2 separate regions of the Mus musculus genome follow, and region 2 is linked to region 1. Evidence: chromatin contacts called from public promoter capture Hi-C data. All regions are on one chromosome and are shown on one strand. The core of a region is the stretch at or near the end of the contact, and the rest is flanking DNA. Distances in the headings are between cores, read along the strand shown.

Region 1 (4,065 bases), core at 984-3,483:
AGAGGAAGGGAAGCCTGATGTTCAAAGTGTGGGAGAACAAGAACCCACAGAAGCTGCCAAGGAGAAGAAGAAAGAGGATGACGACGGGGAGATCGATGATGGCGAGATAGACGTGAGTATGGTGGAGCTGTCAAGAGCAACGTGCCTGATCCAGAAGAAGCGGGCCCAGCAGGACTCTCAGGCTCCCTTGTTCCTAGAGAGAGGGTCAGTGGTAGGCTGGGCTAGGGTGCAGGGAAATGAGAGCTTGTGTGGAGGCAGGAAAGCAAGTGCTCACAGTGTGGAATGGGAAGTAGGCTTTTGCAGAGAACCTCAGAGAGGAGAGCTATCGGGGCATCTCTTGAGATTCAGGTTCAAGAGAAGATCCCATCTTTAAATCTTCACATGGAATCATGGGTGTGAAGGTCAGGTTTTCTTTGCAGATGATTCTATTGGAAGAGCGTGATTGGGAGGTTTGGAAGGAAGACATAGCCTGAAGTTCAGAGCAGTTGAGCTCAAAGCAGGTGAGGGAGAGGAAGACTAGATGAGCCAGCTGAGGTTTCTCAGAAAGCACCTGCTTGTCTGGTAGGAGATAGGTTAAACATATCAGATGATCTAGAGAGAGGGCCACTATCTGGGGACCCCAGGTTCTCACATGCACCAGTCCTGCGGTAGCCTGTTGGTCCCTGCACACTTAGTTCATTTTAGGGTTTCACGGATGGAGGATGACTTTGGCCATACAGTCTGGTTGGTAGCAGGGCTTTGTGTCCCAGTGGTAGAGTAAATGGGGTATAGCTGCTGCAATTGTATCAGATGTCTCACATTTTGTCCCAGCTGGGTAGTAAACAGTCTCCTGAGTTACCTGCTTAGTTCCCCTCAGGAAGAACTAGGCTGTGCATGATTTCTTGGCTCTTGTGTGTGTGTGTGCGTGCATGCGTGTGCTTCACCTATGGAGAAATTGATCTTTACCTCGGGGGTTGGTGAAAGGGAAAAGATGCTGTGCTGTTCCAGTTGGGATTATCAACTGTGTTTTAGCTGTGCCTGGTGTCAGGCTGCTCCCTGTGAAATGCCCTTCCTCTTCCCACAGTGAAAGTCAGAAGGGGTTGGGGGGGGGGGGATACTGGTAACTCTTGTGTTGTGCTGTGGGTATGGGCAGTGGGGAAATGGTTTGAACCAAGCCCACCCTAGACAGCATCCATAATCTTTGTGTGCTGGTTTCCCTTGGAAACAGTGTATGGGATGAATCTGCCACTTGACTTTCTGGCCCAACACAGTTCCACAGTATGTTTTTGTTTTGCCTACTGTGCCTGCTACCCCCATGTGAATGGTCCTGCAGTCTATGGGAAATAGCATGCTACTAAAAGACCCCAGCCCAGCATCCTTCAGTAACAGGAGAGGTTCTTCCTTCCTACTGTTCTAGCCCACAGTACCCTGTGGTTCATGTTGTTGGGAAGTCTTGGACACTTGGGATCCTGGAAGTGTATAAGGATCACAATAGCATGCTGAAGATATAACAGGACAGGTAGGCAAGTGGGCACCATAACTGATAAGTTTTAGCCTGGCCCATGATAGCACAGTGACTCCAGGCCAGCAGCCACTTTCCCTGTAAGCTCCTCTCCTGGACCCTGTCTTCCTCCCATTCCACAATATTGTTTGCATGTTTGAACTTTGTTGCTACGTCTCTATAGGCTCATGGGCCTCCACTGGGATTTTTCTTTTCCCCTGAGACAGGGTTTCTCTGTGTAGCCCTGGATGTCCTGGATCTCGCTCTGTAGACCAGGCTGGCCTTGAACTCAGATCCACAGGTCTCTGCGAGGTTACACCACCACTGCCTGGTTATCCACTGTGATTCTTGCTTAGCATATTTGTTGTTCTTATCATGGTCTTAGATAATTGCTGCATCACCAGACTCCCTCCTCAGGGACAGTCTCCTAGGCCAAGACCTACTTGGCATGGCATTCTGAAGATGAATATCTGAGAGATGAATATCTCTCAGGCAGAGCCTCTACATGAGTGTTTAGGATGCATGCAGTTTGGACTGTGGGCCAGCTGCTTGTTGGTGTTTGCTGGAAGGGATGTTCCCTGTCAGATGATATTTAGTGAGCATGGGGTTCTGCAGAGCAGGAGATGTGGCGTGACATCCCCTGTCACCAGAGGAAAACAAGGGCATCCTTTCTGATCCCTCTGACCTGTTCCTAGAGACGCCATGGTCAGTTGCATCTGCAGGACACGGGGAACAGCCCGTGTGTGTTTGACCAGGGATTGTTCTTTGACCCTGTGGCTCATGGCTTTGTTCTGCTTTTGTCTCCTCATGGGGTCAGCAGGCCAAGGCAGAAGGCATGTTTGCCCACTCTTCCCCTGGTGCCAGGGCTATCCAGAGAGCATAGGACCATGGGCATAGCTTGACTACAAGGAGTCTAGGCTGATGGGAATAGGTTGGTGAACAGGTCCTGGGCACAGGGGTGGCTGGTGAGACCCCAAAGTAGTGGTCAGGTCTTGGCTCCCCTGAGGACCCTGGAAATGCAACTTGGGTTCTGCTCTCTGTAAAGCTTCTGGGTCACTCTAAAGTAATGGTGAGGTAAAGAATGAGCCATAGGTAGTGTTGCTATCAGGGTCACCTGATGTCCCCATGAGTGGCAAGGAGTCTTCAGTTGTAAAGGACATGAAGTACTGGGTTTATACACTGTTAATGTACGTAGTAGTAAAGACCAAAGTATGACCATTGCCTGCTTGCAATGGATAGAAACAGAAGCTCTGCTCTGAAGTGTTTGGTGGAGCCCACCATTCCCACAGTACTCTTCTGAGGTTATAGGTGACTGGAGACCATCTGCTGTGTAACTGAGCACTTAAGAATGGGGAACTGGAGGTGAGCTGATGAGGACGTACCTGTGGAAAAGGTGGATGCTCCCCCAGCCTCTCTGCTTCCAGCCTGGTGAAGAGGTGTGGTGGGCAAGTGGTGTGGCTCCCCTCCAGATGACTGTCCTCTGTTCTAGGATGATGACTTGGAGGAAGGCGAGGTGAAGGACCCCAGTGACCGGAAGGTGAGGCCTCGCCCCACCTGCCGATTCTTCATGAAAGGTAACTGTCTGCCTCCAGCCCTTTTGCGGCCATCTGTGTAGCCTCTGCTCTCCTGGGGCCATGGTGGTGATCCATCCTCCTCTGGGCACACTGTTGATGTCAGTGAGGCTTCACGGGGCTAGACTGCAAGAGTTGATGGCAGTGAGGTGCTGTTGGTGGTAAACAATGGGCCTTTCATTGGCCTGTCATTGCCTTAAAAACTGCCTTAGAGGAGAGCCCCTCTTCTTACCCTACAGGTGTCGGGCCTGTGTACAGCAGACCCAAGGCTGCAGCACATAGTGGCAGTTGTTTCTGAGTGCTTCTTTCTATAAGGCCAGCTGTTCCAGTCTTAGCATTCCCCTCCTCTGTTAGAAGAGCCACTTTTTACAAGATGGGTTAGAAGCAGGTCCGTTACTTGTGGGTGGTATTGAAAAGGCAAGGGGAAGCCTCTAAGGGCATCAGGCCTGCAAAGGACTAATGCAGTGCAGCAGCTTCAGCAGGGGCATTGTCTTCCTTACAGTCCAGATGTGGACTGACCACATTAATCTGTGCTCTGGCTTTGTAAAGCCAGGGGTGGGGGCGGGTTCAGACGTGGAATCAAGAGTCTCCAGTCTGGATGTTCTTCAGTGGTTTGGGTGTATTTCTTGTTAGTGTTTTCCTTGGACAGATAGGCAGGTGTTTTCTCTTGCGCGTGGATGACTTTGCTCGCTTCGCCAGCCTGTGTGTGCAGTCTAAGTTCACAAGAGCTTCCTGTACTTCTTTTCCAGATGTTGTGACACCATTATCCACTCTTCTTCCACCAATACCAAATTCCATACCACTCAGAGGCCAGGTTAAAGGTACAAAATATCCTGTGTTCACTCTCTGTTGTGCCTTAAAGTCCCCTGCGCCAGAGGCCAGACTTCTGTCTCCTGGATCCAGAGCACAGCTGGGACGCCAACAGGGAGGAGGCTTGAGGGACAGAACTGCTGTGGCCCTTTTCTCCTTAGTGTCATTAGAGCTGGGGAGGAGATGCAGGTTGAGGCCATGGCA
Region 2 (4,065 bases), core at 969-3,468, 1.1 Mb after region 1:
TCAGAGAAGATGAGTTATTCATAACTGAACAGGCTGAGGGGAATTTGAGTGGATGAAATAAGTTGGTACTGCCTTGGGCAGAATGGATGGCTAGGACAGTAGCCAAAAAGCTTCATTGAATCAAGTAGGGTCTGAGTCAAAGCTCTGGCTTTCTGCCCAGCTCTAGTGGACACAAGGTAGCCTGTGGCCTTTAAGCTTGAAGGCCGATTTCAGAAAGTTAAATAGTTCTTAGTTTACAAAACAAGGGAACATCCCCACCAGCTGGCTAAAGCCCTCTGAAACCCCACCAGGCCTGGCTGAGTCAGTGCTCGGTCCTTGGTCATTCCTTTCCTCCCTGGGACAAAACCAGGGTTATAAGGTTAGCTTAGGGGGAGGGGGAGGGCTGGAGAGATGGCTCAGCGGTTAAGAGCACTAAGTTCAAATCCCAGCAACCACATGGTGGCTCACAACCATCCCTAATGAGATCTGATGCCTTCTTCTGGGGTGTCTGAAGACAGCTACAGTGTACTTAAAATAAATAAATCTTAAAAAAAAAAAAAAGAAAAAGAGGGTTGGGCATAGGCCACTATTAGGTACCTGGGACATTAGCAGGCTGTGCTTTCCAAAATAGTAAAGCAGTTAAAATGTCAGGGAGCCAATCATGGTGCTACACACCTGTCCCAAATGCTTCACAGGTGGAGGCAGGAGGAGCAGTTCATGTTCATCTCTGATCTTGCTGATGGTCTGGCTTTGAGGTCAGCCTTGGCTACATGGACTCCGCCTCAACAAACAAGCCAAAACTGCTGGAACCATTTCTTCCAGAACCGTACCATCAGGATCTTTTAGCTGCAGTGCTGTTGGAGCCTGTGACTGCACTGGCTAGTAGAGTGTGGGAGATGTGAGACAGTGCAACTCCCAAGGCTAGGTCTTTAGGAAAGAAATCCAGCTTTCTTGGAAGGCTCCCGTAAAAAACAGGCTACCCGGAGTCCACCTGTGTATGTTCCGGCTGACAATCTGAGCTCTCGGCTGACAGCATTCGACAGCTGACCTAACTGTGCTCAGGTGCTTCTAGGTGCTGCTTTTGAGTTTCCCAGGCGAGTGGGGCTCGCCTTAAAGTTCACTGACAGCAAACAGCGTGGCGGCTATGTTGGACTTTTGTTAAGATTTACTACAAATAAGCCACTGTTAGAATGCTCACAAGGATCCGGTGTTGTTCTTCCAGCGGGCCATTCTTCAAGAATCTGGGAGAGGGGACACTGGGAGGTTGGGTTAGCAAACAGGGGAGTCTCATTGCTAGGAGCCTCAGATCCCCACCACTGAGCAATCTTTCTCTCCTGCTGCATCCACTTATGGGTGTGGAATCTTCATCCTCAGAGCAGGCAGAGGAGCATAACCTGCTGTCCCTTCTGTTTCTGTTTTACCCTGTCCTGCTAAGCCACTTTGTTGTTGTTTTGCTTTTGTTTTGTTTCTCTTTCTTTTTATGTATGTGCATACACTGCAGCTGTACAGATGGTTGTGAGCCTTTATGTGGTTGTTATGCAGGGTGCAGCCCTGCTCCAAGCAACTCCAATCAACTCGCTTATTTATTATTATAAATAAATACACTGTAGCTGACTTCAGACGCATCAGAAGAGGGCGTCAGGTCTCATTATGGGTGGTTCTACCTTCAGAAGAGCAGTCAGTGCTCTTACCCGCTGAGCCATCTCTCCAGCATTTTTTTCTTTTTTTTTTTTTTTTTTTTTTTTTTTTTTTTGAGACAGGGTTTTTGGTATGTAGCCCAGGCTAGCTTCCAACGCATGCAGTCTTCCTCTCAGCTTCCCCAGTGGTCGCAGGCATAACACCCTTAGCGTTTTTCTTTCTGGAAGCCCAGCTTTACACGTTCAGTCTCATCAGAGCAGCATGTGGAAGGAATTTTCACAAGCAGGGCAAGGTGGATGGGCCGCAGGAGCGGGCTCTTAGCTCAATATTTGCATCCAATTTGGGAACTTGGCTTGGGAGGCAGATTAATCATTCAGACTTTTCTCTTTATCCGTTCCTCCTTGTGAGCGCCCGCCATGTAGACTCTGGAGAACCCGAGGAACCACAATAGGTTTCTTCTGTAGCCCAAGTTGTAGTGGGAGAGAGACCAGCAATACACCGAGGGCAACACTAGCTCTTCTGGCGCGTTGTTAGGGACGCACTCCCGGTTGCCCAGGTCCCTTAGGGCGGGGGTGGGTGGGAGGGGAGAACTGGAGGATAGTCTCGCGAGGATTTGAGAACCAGCACGGGATCTAGTCGGAGTTGCCAGGAGACCGCGCAGCCTCCTCTGACCAGCGCCCATCCCGGATTAGTGGAAGTGCTGGACTGCTGGCACCATGGTGAGTCGGCCTGTGCTCGGAGTGTCCAGTGCACAGAGAACCTGGGAGGCTTTCGTGCAGAAATGTGGAGAGGGTCGGGTCCCCGGGACTGGGAGGGCCTGCAATTTTGGATTACTAGAATGGAGAGCTGGGCGCAGTTCTTCCGTGTGGTCCCGGTTGGGGAGGCCAGGAGGCCGGGGCCTGCATTCAGGTTCTCTGGGATGATCATCACACTGGCTAGACTGAGAGTCCAGTGTGCAAGGCGTCCAGAAATCAGAAGCTGAGTCCGTCAGATCCTTGGGACCAGTACTTAAGGGCTCAGGGGTCAATTAAGTGTCCACAGGGCGCAGAATCCGGCACAGGAGAAACCCCGAGAACTCGGAGGTGGAAAACCTAGCGTGTACCATGTGGCCGGAGGCCTCCCTACCAAGGGCAGAGTGTCATGGAGTGACCAGGGATACACACCTTGGGTATCTCAGGCTCCTGAGAAGAAGAAGGCCGAAGCCCCCTGTCTCCTTTATTTTTCTCACATAATGCCCCGCCCCACCCAGGAGATAGATGCTGTCAGTAGTGCAGTGTCTTGGCAGATGTGCTAGGGCATGGGTCATTAGCTGGTGGGGTGGCATCTTCCTGCGTCTGCCTGCCTGGAACTATGGCCGATATTAACTGCTGCTTAATCTTCCCGCCAAGCATTTATGGCCTTGTCAAGGCTGCTAGAATAAAGCAGGCCCTGTGAGCAGTGTCTGCTGGGAACATCTGCAGACAGACACAGTGTGTGCGGTGTGCTCAAGACCAGAGTTCCCTGAAGTGGGTTCATAATGGCAGACACGAGTCAGGAAGCCTCAGATTCGGTCATTGCTGTGAGGTCTCTCCAAAAGGCTTATTCTCGGTCCTTGCTGATGAGGGTCTTCTGTGTCTCTGTGGTGGCTATGAAGCGTGGTTGCCAGTATACTTGTGGGGTGGGGCGGGTGTGTGTGTGTGTGTATCCCTCCTTTTTAAAGCCCAGATAAGTTTTTCTTTTTATCTTTTAGGTTTCCACACTACCTCCTCAAATGCTGCCTTTCCCAAAACACCCCTTCTCCACCCCCCCATAAGTTTTTCTTTTTTTTTTTTTAATGTAAGATTTGTTTTATATATGTGAGTACACTGCTGCTGTCCTCCAACACACCAGAAGAGGGCATCAGACCCCATTACAGATGGTTGTGAGCCACCATGTGGTTGCTGGGAATTGAACTCAGGACCTCTGGAAGAGCAGTCAGTGCTCTTAACCTCTGAGCCATCTCTCCAAAAGAATGTTTTTAACCGTAACAAAGAAATTCTTGTCCTACATCCAGGAGTGAATGGGTTTGAAGTGTTTTCTTTCTCCTTCCCTTCCCCCTTAGTGCTTCTCCAAATGAGATCTCTCTCCCTCCCCACCTCTGGTATATTAATGGGGGGGAGGGATCAGTATAATGATACCCCCTAGGTAAATGTTCCAGTCAGCACTGTGTGAACAGTCAAGGTCAAGATTCTAAACAGGCATTCCTTCCCCTTATGCCTGTGTGAACCGAGTCAGTCAAAGAGGGACACCCTGAGGTAGAGCTGACCATGTGAGCAGTCAGTCCATCAAGGAGGGACACCCTGAGATAGAGTTGTCCTGTACTTAACTCAGTCCTCTCTTCTTCACACAAAGGCACCCAAAAAGAAAGGGAAGAAGGGGAAAGCCAAAGGGACCGCGATTGTTGATGGCGTCGCACCAGAGGACATGACC

What was found. Promoter capture Hi-C pulls out the DNA fragments that hold promoters and counts their contacts.
Region 2: a promoter capture Hi-C map of liver shows a contact between it and region 1, with 4 times the contacts expected there. The contact joins the promoter of Gas8 here to the enhancer-like site in region 1. A contact is called at or near these places in 5 of 39 promoter capture datasets (the C10 cell line, hippocampal neurons, liver and 1 more) and 2 of 115 datasets of contacts at active chromatin or transcription factors (astrocytes and embryonic stem cells).

What each region holds. Positions count from the first base shown.
Region 1 is chr8:122,383,893-122,387,957 of GRCm38.p6, forward strand. It overlaps Zc3h18 (zinc finger CCCH-type containing 18), which reads left to right. Exons shown (of 18, transcript NM_001029994.1): 2 at 1-112; 3 at 2,970-3,054. Among named protein-coding and RNA genes, the nearest start is that of Gm39270, 8.8 kb to the left of the region's middle. Within about 2 kb of position 2,234, at least 3 of the 459 cell types and tissues checked have an H3K27ac peak or open chromatin away from gene starts, as enhancers often do. A contact at or near this core is called in liver, where this site is marked.
Region 2 is chr8:123,516,617-123,520,681 of GRCm38.p6, forward strand. It overlaps Gas8 (growth arrest specific 8), which reads left to right and starts at 2,219. Exons shown (of 11, transcript NM_018855.2): 1 at 2,219-2,336; 2 at 3,988-4,065. The coding sequence starts at 2,334. It also overlaps a transcript of Dbndd1 not described here.